Linked DNA regions of Rattus norvegicus: region 2 is linked to region 1. Evidence: chromatin contacts called from public Hi-C data. All regions are on one chromosome and are shown on one strand. The core of a region is the stretch at or near the end of the contact, and the rest is flanking DNA. Distances in the headings are between cores, read along the strand shown.

Region 1 (6,921 bases), core at 3,025-5,524:
GCCATCAAAACAGTCTGTGCTTGAAGTGGTGTGTGCCTGTAATCTGCAACACTAGAGAAGTGGAGATAAGAAGACCAGAAGTTTGCTTTCTAGTGAGGTCGAGGCTAACCTGGGATACATGAGACCCTGTCTCAAAAAGACAAACAAGGGGTTGGGGATTTAGCTCAGTGGTTGAGCGCTTGCCTAGGAAGCGCAAGGCCCTGGGTTCGGTCCCCAGCTCCAAAAAAAAGAACCAAAAAAAAAAAAAAAAAAAAAAAAAGACGACAATAACAAAAAATCCACAAGGAAGAAGTCATGGCAGGATATACCTTTAATTCCGGCACCTGGTGGATGCAAAAGGATCTCTGCACAGCAATTTCCCGGCTAGCCAGGGCTACAGTGACATCTCAAAAAAGAAAGAAAAGGGGTTGGGGATTTAGCTCAGTGGTAGAGCGCTTGCCTAGCAAGCACAAGGCCCTGGGTTCGGTACCCAGCTCTGAAAAAAAGAAAAAGAAAAAAAAAGAAAGAAAAAAAGAAAACAAACAAACAAACAAAAAAAAAAACGAGATAGAAACAAAACAAAACAAAACAAAAGTCTAGGGATGTACCTCAGTTGGTAGAGTGCTTCTCTAGTACATACACCTTTTCTGACCTGGATCTGCAGTACCACGAAACTGAGCAAGGTAACATACACCTCTAGTTGTAGCATGGACACCAGAGATTCAAAGTTTTCCTTGGCCTTATAGCATATATATGGTGTCCAAATGCATGACTTGGAAAACTGCTGTTTGACAGGCTAATGAGATGGCTCAGCAGATTAAATGACTTGCCACAGGCCTGACAATCTGAGTCAAACCTTGGATCCTACGGTATAAGGAAAGAACTCCTGAAAGCCGCACTCACTCTCTGTCTCTGTCTCTGTCTCCGAGTCTCTGTTTCTGTCTCTGTCTCTGTCTCTGTCTCTCTCTCTCTCTCTCTCTCTCTCTCTCACACACACACACACACACACAGATAAGTATTAAATGGCCCTAAACACGCCTCTGCTATCCTGTACTATGTATTTATGGGAAGCAGTGTTCTCAGTATCGACAGTGATAACATCGAAGTACCAACTCTGAAAAATGTTGAAGATGGTCTATATCCTGCAGTATCAAACAATCATCCAATATTTCTTTTGGTTTCTGAGACCGGTTTCACGTAGCCCAAGCTGGCCTAGCATTTGCTATGTAGCCAAGGATTATCCTCAAACCTCTATCTTCCAAGTGCTGAGAATCCAGCATGGATCACCATCCCTGGCAATATTTAATTATGTAAAAATAAGCATCTTATTAATATACAAATTAGCTTTAATAAGTGAGAAAAATGATACACATACCAAAGAATTGTGTTTTCTTGTTTTGAGTTACAGTCTTCTATATAGCCCTGGCTAGAACTCAATATGCAGATCAGGCTAGCATTGAACTTCCAGGTAACGATGTTGGGAGATGTTTTTTGTGCATTGTATATTCAATTGTTGACTTCTGCACCCCAGAGATCTGGGTGCAGTCCGGACTTGGTTCTGTCATTATTATGATGCATTCCCTGACTCAGAAAACATTGTTATCCATCATCTTCTAATTGGTCAATTAAGAGCTGATCAGTCGGAGTTGGGGATTTAGCTCAGTGGTAGAGCGCTTGCCTAGCAAGTGCAAGGCCCTGGGTTCAGTCCCTAGCTCCAAAAAAAAAAAAAAGCTGATCAGTCTATAGCTGGGCAGGAGAGGGTAAGGTGGGACTTAGAGCCTAGGGATGGATGGATGGATGGATGGAAGGATGGATAAAAGTGTGTGTGTGTGTGTGTGTGTGTGTGTGTGTGTGTGTGTGTGTGTGTGTGAGTATCTCAGGTGGGACAAAGGAGGTTATCATTAGGATGTATCAGGCCTGACAAGTAGACTAGGAAGTATGCCAGGCCAATATAGTCAGGTTAGAACAGCTCAAACCTACCCAGTTATAGTGTGTGTGTGTGTGTGTGTGTGTGTGTGTGTGTGTATGGTATAAAATAAAGATAAAAATCTGTCATTATTGGGAACAAGGATAGGCGAAGAAAAGCCCCCAGTACTTTTGCATTTGGCGCCCAAGGTGGTGCTCAAACCACAACCCTGATATTAAGAGTCTCACACTCGCTCTTACTCCCCTCTTAGCCCCTCTTACTCTTTGTTCTTCTCTGTTCTTGCCCCCTTCCCGCTTCCTACCATGTGTCCACGGCCAGCCTCCTTTCCTCTCCTCTCCTCTCTCATTAAACCTCTCCACAAGGGGGGGAAAAAGAGTCTCATGCTTTACCGACTGAGCTAGCCAGAACTTTTACAAGTTCTCCTGCCTCAGTTTCCCAAGTGCTCAGATTACAAGCATCGGCTATAAATCAAGCTTCAAATAATTGTTTCAGAGTAAGTTTCTTCATCACTTATCAACAAATGTTTGATATACTCTCAAGATCTCATAAATTTTTTTCCAGGCCAAAAAACAAACAAACAAAAAACCAACAGGATTGAGTGGCAGTCTAAGGGCCAGAGAGACAGACAGAGTCTCAGTAGCTAGAGCACTGGCTGCTCTTCCAGAGTGCCCAGGCCCAATTCCCAGCACCCATATGGCAACTCACAATGGTCTGTAACTCCAGTTCCCAGGTTTCTGACACCCTCACACAGACAGCCAACCACTAATGAACATTAGAGAGAGAGAGAGAGAGAGAGAGAGAGAGAGAGTGAGAGGGTGAGTGTGTGTTTAAGAAGCCCCAAACTGATACTGTATTCATCAACCCAAATTTCCTGAGTACTATTTGCCTGGCTCTGTACCAAGGGGCTGGAGAGATGGCTCAGCAGTTAAGAGCACTGACTGCTCTTCCAGAGGTCCTGAGTTCAATTCCCAGCAACCACATGGTGGCTCACAACCATCTGTAATGGGATCCGATGGCCTCTTCTGGTATGCAAATATACATGCAGATAGAGCACTCATAACTAAAATAAATCTTTAAAAAAAATGTATCGTGTTAAAGAAAAACTACTTGTCATTACGTGAGCCTGCAATCTCAACGCTATGGAGGCTAAGGCAAAATGAAAAAAAAAACAAAACCCCAAAAAAACAAAACCCCATGAATTCAAGACAGCCTGGGCCTGATATGGTGATGCACATTTTTAATCCCAGCAAGGGAGACTGAAGGCAAGAGGATCTCTGGGAGTTCAATGCCACCCTGGTCTACAAAGTGAGTGCCAGGTCAGCAAAGACTACATAGTGAGACCTTGTCTCAAGATCCGAAACAACAGTAAAAGGCCAGCCTGGGCTATACAGGAAATTCCAGGCCAGCCTGGATTACATAGCAAGACCTAAAAACAGAAAGAAAAGGGAGGAAGGGCAGAGAACTAAGTAGTGGAGTCTGCTTCGCTTGGGCTAAGGGCTTATTTAATGCTCAACAACATAACAAAGCAGACACGGTTTGACCTTCCTAATTTACTGAAGTCAAATGTTCTAACTCTCTGCTACACAATCTAAAGTTTTGTTCCATCCCAAGCCTCAGACCAAGATTCCTCAACTTGATCACCATTGACCTTAGTTTCAGCTAATTGCGAGTGGGAGTTGGGGGGCAGTCACGTACAGGCATCGAGTAGCATCGCTAGCTTCTTCGTGCCAGATGCAGTAGCAAAGCCCTAGGACAGGTCTAGGCCATCCCCAGGTGTCCTCTGCCCCTCAACTACCCCTCAGGTCAGACACCAACTCCGCGGGGATAGCTCGCTGACCCCACCACAACGGCGCCTTCAGCTCCCGGCCGTTTGTGAAAGGTCTCCACTCGCCGAGTCCGGCTCTTCCCGCGGGCCGTGGACTCTTACGAGAGCAGGGGGCGTCTGGCACACAAGTACGGAAACTGCCGTGCAGTTAATGAAAAGGGGAACGCAAGGTGCCGGGAGGAGGGACAGAGACGCGAGAGGGCGTGTGAGGATCCTAAGCCAGGAAACTCAGCCGGAGAGAGAAGAGATTGGGGTGGAATTACGGCTCGGTCCATCTGCGCATGCGCTTCGCTCTCCACGGGGTTCCCCCCCCCCACAAACCCCAAGAAGCTAGGTCCCGACTTTTCAAGGTTTTCCCGGGCTTACGAAATGAGGGACAGGGGTCGCCGCTTCGGCGGGAGCCCCCAAAAAGAACTTACTCGGACCTGAGAGCGAGCGGCGAACCCCCTCACTCTGGGATACTGAAGGCGGCCACCACGTCCGCACGAGCGGCGAATCCGCTCCTCAGGTCGTCTAACGGCCGTTCCACGCCCGTCAAGTCGCACGCCCCGGAGCGCGCGCCGCCCGGCTCCGCCTCTTTCTGCTTGCCCCTGGCCAATAGAAAGTCGAGGCGCGTGGATGCTCCGCCTCTTTTTGCCCTACAATTGACCAATGGAGACCTAGGCTGCTCTCGTGTCCCGCCCTTTCACCGTGTCCAGGGCTGTGGGCGGGTGGATCTCTGCGCTGGAGGCGCTGGACCAGTGCGTCACTCTGCGCATGACACAGAGGCTACTTAGATCAGTCTCTTCGCACCATACCGAGTTCCGCCACTCGGTGGCGCTGTGTCCACGAGGCTTAGGGAGGCTTGCCGGGTTTTAGCTAGGCTTTAGGGAATCCCGCCCAACCTACCTCGGCCCCCCTCCCTCCGGAATCAGGAAGTCACATTGTGCATGTGACCTGCCAGGGTCACTGCCAACTCAGGGTCACTATTAGAATTAAGAGCTAATGATGGGCGGCTGGAGAGCTGGCTCGGCGGTTAAAAGCTATCGCTGCTGCTCTTTGAAGGGATCTATGTTCGGTTCCCAGCATCCACGTCTGGCCACTCAAAACCGTGTCTCTCCTGGCCTTGGAGGCCAGAATAAATGAAAAATACAATTAAATCCAAATAAGTGATAAAAATACAATTTAAAGCACTTAGGAATAACAAGTTGTTGGATGTTGACCCTGGGAATGACAGATGAATTTAGAGAAAATTCACCGAAATTAGGATCAAGGAGTCTTTATTAAAACGAATTAATAAAGTCTGGACGTCTAAAAAATGAATTGATGAACTAATGGGAAGAAGGTGAGTTTCCCCAGTTGGTGGCTTCTGTTTCTTTTGTAGGGAAGGAGGGAACAAAGACAGAATGTGGGCTAAGAAGTGTTGGTCCTGGGGAGGAAAGAAACTTGAAATTGTGGACCTGTTAGGATTTAAATCTATAAATGGCAACAAAAACAAAAACCAGCCAACCAAACCATGAGCTGGGGCAATGTACTATACCTGTAATCACAACTCAGCCAGCTGAATCAGTATGGCCAGGAGTTTGATGCTAGCCTGGGGCATATAATGAGATCCTGTCTCAAAAGAAGGTGTATTTCTACAGTCCTCTTCAATAGGGTCTTGCTATGCACCCTCAGACTCCCATCAGACTCCTGATACTACTGACTTGGCCTCTTGAATTGGTTCTTGTGCATTTTTTTCCGTGTGTGTGTGTGTGTGCATGTGTGCGTGCTTGTGCATGCTGCTCTATCTACATGTACACCTGCAAACTAGAAGAAGGCTTTGGATCCTTCATGGTTGTGAGCCACCATGTGGCTGCTGGGGATTGAACTCAGGACCTCTGGAAGAGCAGTCAGTGCTCTTAACCACTGAGCTATCTCTCCAGCCCCCCCATAATTTTTAAGTATGCATAAATCTTCAGTTACTTTAGTATTGTTTGTCTACTCAGAATTTCATGTAAACAAAGTTAGCTTCAAACTCACTTTGTAATTCATGCCAACCTTGAGCTTTTGATCTTCCTGTCCCTACCACTTAAATGCTGTGGTTAATTTATTATTCTTTATTTCTTTATTTTTGGTAGACCTGGCTGTCTTGGAACTCACTCTGTACACCAGGTGAGCCTTAAACACACAGAAATCTGCTTGTCTCTACCTCCCGAGTGCTGGGATTAAAGGCATGTGCTGCCGCCCCCGTCTTACTTTATTATGTTAAAAAGACTTGCTGTCTATGTAATAAAATAATATATCAATGAAAGTTTACCAACAAGCATGATTAAAAGCGAAAAGACTAGATTTGGGGTTGGAGAGATGGCTCAGTAGTTAAGAGCACTTGCTGCTCTTACAGAGGACTGGGGTTTGATTCCAGGCACCCATATAATAGCTCTCAACTGTTCAACAACTCCAGTTCCAGGGGACATAGCACCCTTGGTTTGGCCTCTGTGGGTACCAAACATACAAGTAGTACTGTTTACATACATACAGGCGAAACACTCATTCCCAGCTAAGCATGGTGCCTTTTTTTTTTTTTTTTTTTGGTTCTTTTTTTTTCCGGAGCTGGGGACCGAACCCAGGGCCTTGCGCTTCCTAGGCAAGCGCTCTACCACTGAGCTAAATCCCCAATCCCGGTGACTCATATCTTTAATCCCAGCACTCTTGAGTCAGAGACAAGTGGGTCTCTATACGTTTGAGGAGAGCTTTGTCTATATAGCAAATCCCAGCACAGCCAGGGCTACATCAAGAGATGCTATCTAGAAACAAAGAATATTCATACATATAATTTTTATTAAATGTTAGACTTGGTTAAACATAACTTTCCCATTTAACCAAATAGAATGGGAAGAGTGGAATGCAGGGGTGCAAGTTCAAGGACAGCCTGATCCATAAATGAAACCTGGTTTCAGAAAGAACTGAGAGAAATGTCAAGATGGCTCCGTGGGTAAAGCGCTTGTTGTGCGGACTCACGGCAGATTCAATCCCCAGGACCCACACAAAAGCAGAAGATAACTGACCCCACATATTTATCCTCTAAACTATATATGCTTCTGTCTCAGTTTCATTGCTGTGAAGAGACACTATAGCCAAGGCAAGTCTTGTAAAGGAAAGCATCTAATTGGGGCTGGCTCACGGTTTCTGAAGTTTAGCCCGTTATTGTCAAGGCGGGAAGCACGGCAGC
Region 2 (6,946 bases), core at 2,649-5,148, 280 kb after region 1:
AAAACACAGGGCATTTCTACACCCGCTCGACCCCATGTTAGCCCCCATAAAGGCAGAGCCCTAATATATTATTTATTAACCAGTGGCAGGCACTATGCTGGGCGGATACTCCTCTTTTCTAACCCTCTATGGCTGCTTAGTTCTCAGCCACCTGGTCCTTTACCTGGACTCTGAATCTCGTCAGGTTCGTTCAGTCCATGTGTGACCTCGTGGCTGCTTTCTCGTCATGACCTCATGGTGAATCCTCATGGTCCATCTCTTCTTCCTCCCTCCTGTCTTCTCTCCTTCTATCTCTCTTGGCCATCTATCTGTTCATGGCTAATCCTTCACGGTGACCTCTCATGGCCACTCCTCACGGTTCCCGTCCTCTCGCATCCTCATTTTGCTTGGGATCCCGTAACTGGGACTGGAAGTCTCACCCTATTCCCTTCCGCCCAGCTAACCAATCAGAGGTGATAGAAAAACAATCTTTACACATCATTTAGACAGGAGATGCTTGACAATGCCAACATCCAGACTGCAACCAGATCAGCATCTGAATGCACAGTACACAAAACCATCCCCAACGTCTACCATGTGCAAGGCCCTGGTTGTACTTCAGCACAATGAGAAAACAAATAATTTCGGAAATAAAGCAATTCCATGGGAGGTCTTAACCCAGTAAGGGCAATTGCAACCTAAAGGTGACAGGCTAATATTCATTCATTCATTCATTCATTCATCTATTCATCCATTCAATAACTCCTAGCATCCAGGAACTTCTCTATAGCAGTGTTGGTTGACTCGTGCTCTGTACCAAGGCTGAGCCACGGTTCAGTGTATTAATCTCAGACACCACTCCCAAGATGGACGATCTATCAGAACAGTACAGGAAGTTTTTTTTTTTTTCCCCCCGGAGCTGGGGACCGAACCCAGGGCCTTGCGCTTGCTAGGCAAGCGCTCTACCACTGATCTAAATCCCCAACCCCCCTCTCCTTCTCTATAAACCTCCAGACCCTCACCATGTATCAGGCCCTGTATCAGGCACTCAAACAAGGTGAGACATTGACTCTGCCCAATAAGGGAGACAGATGTGTGAAATGTTTCCAAGGATGGGGTTTGAACAGAGCAAGGCACATTAGAGCCTCGGTCCTGAGGACTAGGGACAAAGGGAACAAAGAAGTGACAATAAAAACGACTTCTCCCATGACACTCCTTGGCTGAGGACAGGCCCCAGGAGCAGCCGTGGACCTCAGAGGCGCCTATGTGGGAGACAACCTCTGTGGCCTCAGAAGCAACAATGAACAAAGGCTGTCGCCTCTCTGGGAATAGCTGAGATCTGACAAGAGCCCGGTGCCGTGTGTTTCATCAGGGTAGACACCCTTGCTGGGCTTTGAAGCCCCAAGTCCTGTCCTTTGGCTGTCTACACAGATCAAATAAGCTGGACAGCTGCCCTATCTAGAGTTCACTCGGTGCTAATCCAGTCACAGCCGGCCCCACAGCAATCCGACCAAACCGTCTGAGCAGAAGCAAAAATAATTCTCATGGGCAAAGGCAGGCAGCTCCCGAGATGGAAACATTAACCCTTCACTGCCTCTTGGAGAGGGCGGGGATCTTGCTAGTGTTAGGGGAGAGGCAGGTTCTGGCCCTTCCCAAAGTGGGGAAGCAAAAGATGTTGGCTACCCTTCCTGATTCCGGAGACCATCTGTGAACACTGGTGAGAACCGGCTTTGAGAGAAGCAACCCCTTTTCATCCTACAGAACAGGATCTTCCCACAGCACAGGAAGCACTGCTTTATTCACAAGGTCATGCCAGGGGACCCTTATTCCCACCCCCCCCCCGCACCCCACCCCGTGTCCTTCCCCCTCCTAAGCAGCAGTGAGAATCTGGAGATATTCTTGTCACAGGTGTCAACAGGAGCGGACCCCTAACCACAAATGCAGAAGGCAAGGGGTATCGATAAAAAACATGAAAAAAAAATCTACATGAGTTCTAACATCTACTCCATTCCTAGCTGTGGTTTCCATGGAAATACGCATCTGCTCCAGGGAGAGAGGTGTGTGTGGGGGTGGGGAGGGATGATATAAACGCTTCAAAATAATCAGTGTTTTGAAAGATTAATTCTCCCCTGTCACAACTTTAATAGAAATATGAGACTTTTGTGTGGCATATCTTGTATTTGGAGAAAAAAAAGTGCATCGCATGGGTGGGACCTTCCACACACATCTCCAAATCCAGTACAAAGACTTTAAGACAAAGTGCTCGTTCGGAAGGTACCAGACCTCTTGGCCGCCGTGGAGGTCTCCGCTCATCTGTGTTCCTCTGTCATCTCGGTTTTCAGAAGGGACTTATCCTCATTCCTGTCCAGTTTTGAAAATGATTTCTGAGATCCATTCGGAAAGTTGAAACGCCAGGCCATTGTGGGGCTACGTTTGTGAAAGAGAAAAGCCCGGTCAATGTGCAGAATTGTCTCCTGCTGCTCACAAGCTAAGCAAGAACCACTTAGACTGGCTGGGTGGGGGCAGAGGGAGACTGACCCCACGCAAGGGCAATTGTTGGGAAAATATGCCTCTATAAGCATATTTTACGCAACAGGGCTTTGCCAGTTGCTTGCTTTGTGTGTTTTCTGCACAATACAGTTTTCATTGTCTTGTATGCCTGTTATATTTTATCTCGGGTACTTCCCTATTCATTAACCAGATGTAGGATTGTTTTAGAATTAGGACTGTGTTTCCACAGAACCTGGTCTATGTGTGGTTTAGCTTTTGGGAGACCAAATCCATTAATAAAATAGTAAATCAAATTAATAGAGTTTTTGAGCAGGTGCTTTGGGGAAATGACCACTCACGGGGACACAGCTTTGGTCAGCAGAGAGGAGGGGGTTCTGAGAGAGACAGGTTCATGCTAATTTCCTTTGTGTCTCTGCTATAGTTTTGCTTTATCCTGGCCAGAGGGAACCGTGACCTTGTGGCTCCTTTTGTTTACATTCTCAAAGAGAGCCCAGCCCCGCTCTGGGGAGCACGTGCTTTCAGAACAAAAGCAGCAAAGTGTATCTAGAACTGCCATCGCTCTTCCCTTCCCTTTCCTGTCACCGCAACGCTTTGGCAGGCCAGATGGAGTCTGCCTTTAAGCTTAGTCGCTTTTGTTAGACCCAAGATCAGATTCCAGAGCCTCACGCTGTCCAGCATAGATCCTAGTGTTTCCAGCTCGGGAAGCTGATGGTGAGAATGCAAATGACCAAAGGAAGGACCACGCCCGTGACCTGCCAGTAGAAAATGGGTTAGCGACTGCGATGTCGCGCTACAGGTGACTCGCTGCGGTGTGTCCGTGGAAGCACGCCAAGGGTAGAGGACCGTGCAGGGGCGTGGAATGGCACTGTCTTGTCACAGGGGTTCGAGAGTCTTAGGCGACCGGGTGGGGTGTGGCATCAAAAGGGACACTGCTTAGGGAGCGAAAGAAACTCCTATGGCCGGGTAGAAGAAGAGTCCAGTCCGTCAAGGTCTAAAAGACAGAAGTAGGTTAGAACCGACCCCTACTCAGTGCCTCGCCTCGCCCTGCACTTTTCCTAGGGAGGGAGTTCCGTAACGGATTCACTCCTGTGGACGCGGCCAAATGCTCTTCAGATCAGAGGCCCAGGTCCAGTGCGAGCTCGCACCTAGCGAGACCCCCTACCAGGAGTGCCCCACCCCTAGCATTGTCTTCCTGCCCCACTAGCCCGGACTACAATTCCCGAAATGCGCCGCTCCGGAGAGGCGGGGCCCTCGGGCTTCGGGGCGGGACTGGCACGTGCGGTCACCCGCAGCCAATGCGGTGCGCCTGGTCCGGGTCACGTGCCGCTGTTTGGCGCTTTTGTGCGCGCCCAGGTCTGTTGGTTCTCAGAGTGTGGCCAGGCGGCTCGGACTGAGCAGGTGGGTGCAGGCTTGGCTTAGGCGGAGGCGACGGCAGGGTAGGGAGCAGCCGGGAACGCGGCGAGCCCCTAGCCGGGGACACGGGACGGGCGGAGACCTCGAGCCCTGGTGGGTGGGGGGCGTTCGTCTTTTGTGTGGAGCTCCGGCGGAGCCTTGGCTTTTGTCCCTGTTCCCTGGGGATGCGGCTTGGTGGGGAGGGGGCGCGGCCAGCGGTGAGCTTTAGCCTCGGGTGCGAGCGTGGAGACAATAGGAGGCGTGAGCCGTCCTCTGCATCTACCGCTCAGCGGGCGCGGCTGTTCAGGGGTCCCCATTGTCTAAAGGAGAGCGAGGCTAGGGGCGCTCGTGCTCCCGAGGGGCGGCGCCCGCCCAGTCTCCCGGGGCTTCGTGGCGGTGGTCCCGGGCAGCTCTGGGCACTCCCGTCAGTGGGTGGAGGCCATGCGACCAAGCCCTCTGCAACCACCCCAGGACTGCGTGTCCGCGAGGTGTTTTTGGCGGGAGTTGGGGGGGTAGACTGCCGCGCGCTGCCAGCCCGAGAGGGGCGGGGCCACCCCGGAGGACCGTTAGCCCCGCCCATCCTGTCGCTGCCCACGCGCGCGGGCTCCCGAGTGTGGAGAGGTTCGCGGAGATTCGAAAAGGCGCGGGGAGCCGAGGGGCGGGGCCAGGGGCCGGAGCTTAGGGCGTGTTCTGATTGGCCGGGGCTGCCAGCCTGCCCGCCCGGGCCAGGACCACGCCCATGCTGTGTAGTCTGCTGCTTGGGTGCTCCGCCACAGCTAAATGCTTTTTTCGTTGCCTCGTTTTTTTCAATGTCTAGCGTTTGGAACCTTTAAAAAATACACTTCGGGGCTGAAAGAGTGGTGATCTTTTTAAAAAATACTCGACAACTGTTGGAAAAAAATATTGCGACATAAGGCATCAAATGTGACAAACCTAAGGCGGGTGTGGTGGTGCTTGTCTAAAATCTCAACCTCAGAAGCTTCCCCCACCCCATCGCCCGTGTGTGCATCGAACATGAAACCCAGGGCTTTGCAAATGTTAAGCAACTGCTAACCTACTGGGCAAAACCCCACCCCTCTACACTGAGGAGGCTGAGGCAAGAGGATTGTAATTTCAAGACCAGCCTGGGCTAAATAGCTCTTAGACCCTGCCCTCAAAGGAAACGTAGAGGTTCATAAAACTTCATTTTCTCACTGTGAGGCTAGTAGCTTAAACCCTAAGAACAATGGGACTTGAATACCATTGGCTTCTAGCTTGGGTGTTATTCACCATGGCAAACACAGACAAAGCAGGGGTGGGTATTTCATTTGCACAATGAGTTGTAGACAGAATTAAGATGGCTCCGATCTCATTGTTGGGTTGAATCTGGAAGATCTTCTTATGTTGGGTACGGAAAAAAGGGTTAAGGGAAGGAATCCTTCAACCTTGTGATTGCACCTCTGATTTTTGAGATTCCAAGGTTTTTTTCTTTGAAGAATATCATTTAATTTGATTTTCTGCTGCCAGCGTTATTCAGTTAAAATATCCTGATAGGCTTCGGTGTTTCTAGATGATTTTTTAATGATGTTTCTTGATTTCCACCTAATGATTTTCCTGACATTGTCACGGGTGTGATTTGAGATCCCTTTGTGCTGATGACATGGGGGAAATGTGGAGAAATTGATTGCATGCTTTGAAAAATCATTCCAGGGCTTTCCTTGCCAGTGGATTGTGTAGAGTGTACAGCCAGTCTCTTGTCTTCTGTCCAACATGGCATCTTCTGGTAGGTAATTGATTTCAAAAAGCTGAAACTGGGGTGGGCTATGGCTTTAGAATAGGAAGTGGCGCAGGCCTTAAGCTTTTAATTTGGCTTTTGTGTTCTTTTCAAAATTTAATTTGCAAATAAAAAGGCAATTAAATTTTTATTACTTGGATAAGTATATGGAAAACTCATTGCCATTCATAATTTTGGCTTGGTCTAAAGCAAAATTGTGGGGTTTTACACAAGCCATTCTTTGTTTCATAGAATGATTGTCAAGTACTAATTCCTCCTCAAAATGGTATTCGTTAGCCCAAAATGTTGAGCTTTAAAAAAAAAAAAGTCGTTTGATTTCTTATCTACAAACACTTTCATTAGCTTTCATTCTGATTGTTAAATTACTGGTTTTTAGAAAATTATAGATCCCTTTATTTAAATAAGCAAGCTGGGTTTTTCCTCATTTATCATACATCTGATCAACCCCAGATATTCAGGTGAAAGAGCTGGAGAAGCGTGCTTCCGGCCAGGCTTTTGAGCTGATTCTCAGCCCTCGATCAAAAGAATCTGTCCCCGAGTTCCCCCTTTCCCCCCCAAAGAAGAAGGATCTTTCCCTGGAGGAAATTCAGAAGAAATTAGAAGCTGCAGAAGAAAGACGCAAGGTAACCCAGACGATTTACAGGAGATACAGGAAACTTATTAATGTAATGAGGCAAACTGGTTTCATTTTCATACAAAGGAAGAAGGGATTGTAGCTCACTGTGATCTGAAGTGGGAAATGTCCTTGTGCCAGAGGTTCAGAGGAAGCAGCGGCCATAGTTTAATGAGCTCCTCTCGGGCCAGCTCCTTAACTCAGGAGCTTTCTCTAAAAGGAGGCTCCGTGGGGGGCATTGTCTCAGGTAACAGACTCGAAAATTGTATTATTAAGGCATTTTCCTGTTAGTAAGTACTGGAGGCAGAATTTAAGCTAAGACCTGTCTTATATCAAAGCTCATGCTTTTCTCTTTAAAAAAATAGGACATTTGTTGGCAGGTAATTCTTTGTTTTCTTAGTTTTGCTTTTTTAAAGAGCTATGCAATAAAAACTAAATTTTCAGGGATGTGGTATTGTAGCTTTTTCTCCTTCCAAACACTTCTATTATAAAGTAACCATCATTGAAGCCCAATGAGGCCTGGAGGGGTAGCTCAGCAGTTAGGAGCTGACTGCTTTTCCAGAGGATCCATGTTCGATCGCCAGCAACCACACAGTAGCTCACAAACATTCAGCTCCATTTCCAGGGACCCAGCTGCCTTGTCCTCATGAGCACCACACTCAACATTAGTACATAGG

What was found. Hi-C and Micro-C count contacts between places; a contact is called where the count stands out from the background.
Region 2: a contact with region 1 is called in a Hi-C map of hepatocytes, with 1.8 times the contacts expected there. The contact joins the promoter of Stmn1 here to the promoter of Cep85 in region 1. A contact is called at or near these places in 4 of 12 Hi-C or Micro-C datasets (frontal cortex, hepatocytes, liver and 1 more).

What each region holds. Positions count from the first base shown.
Region 1 is chr5:151,683,586-151,690,506 of GRCr8, forward strand. Cep85 (centrosomal protein 85) reads right to left here and starts at 4,275. Exons shown (of 14, transcript NM_001395607.1): 1 at 4,151-4,275.
Region 2 is chr5:151,961,281-151,968,226 of GRCr8, forward strand. It overlaps Stmn1 (stathmin 1), which reads left to right and starts at 3,899. Exons shown (of 5, transcript NM_017166.2): 1 at 3,899-3,996; 2 at 5,572-5,644; 3 at 6,107-6,279. The coding sequence starts at 5,632. LOC134487004 (a long non-coding RNA gene) reads right to left here and starts at 3,308. Exons shown (of 2, transcript XR_010066672.1): 1 at 3,157-3,308; 2 at 2,098-2,406.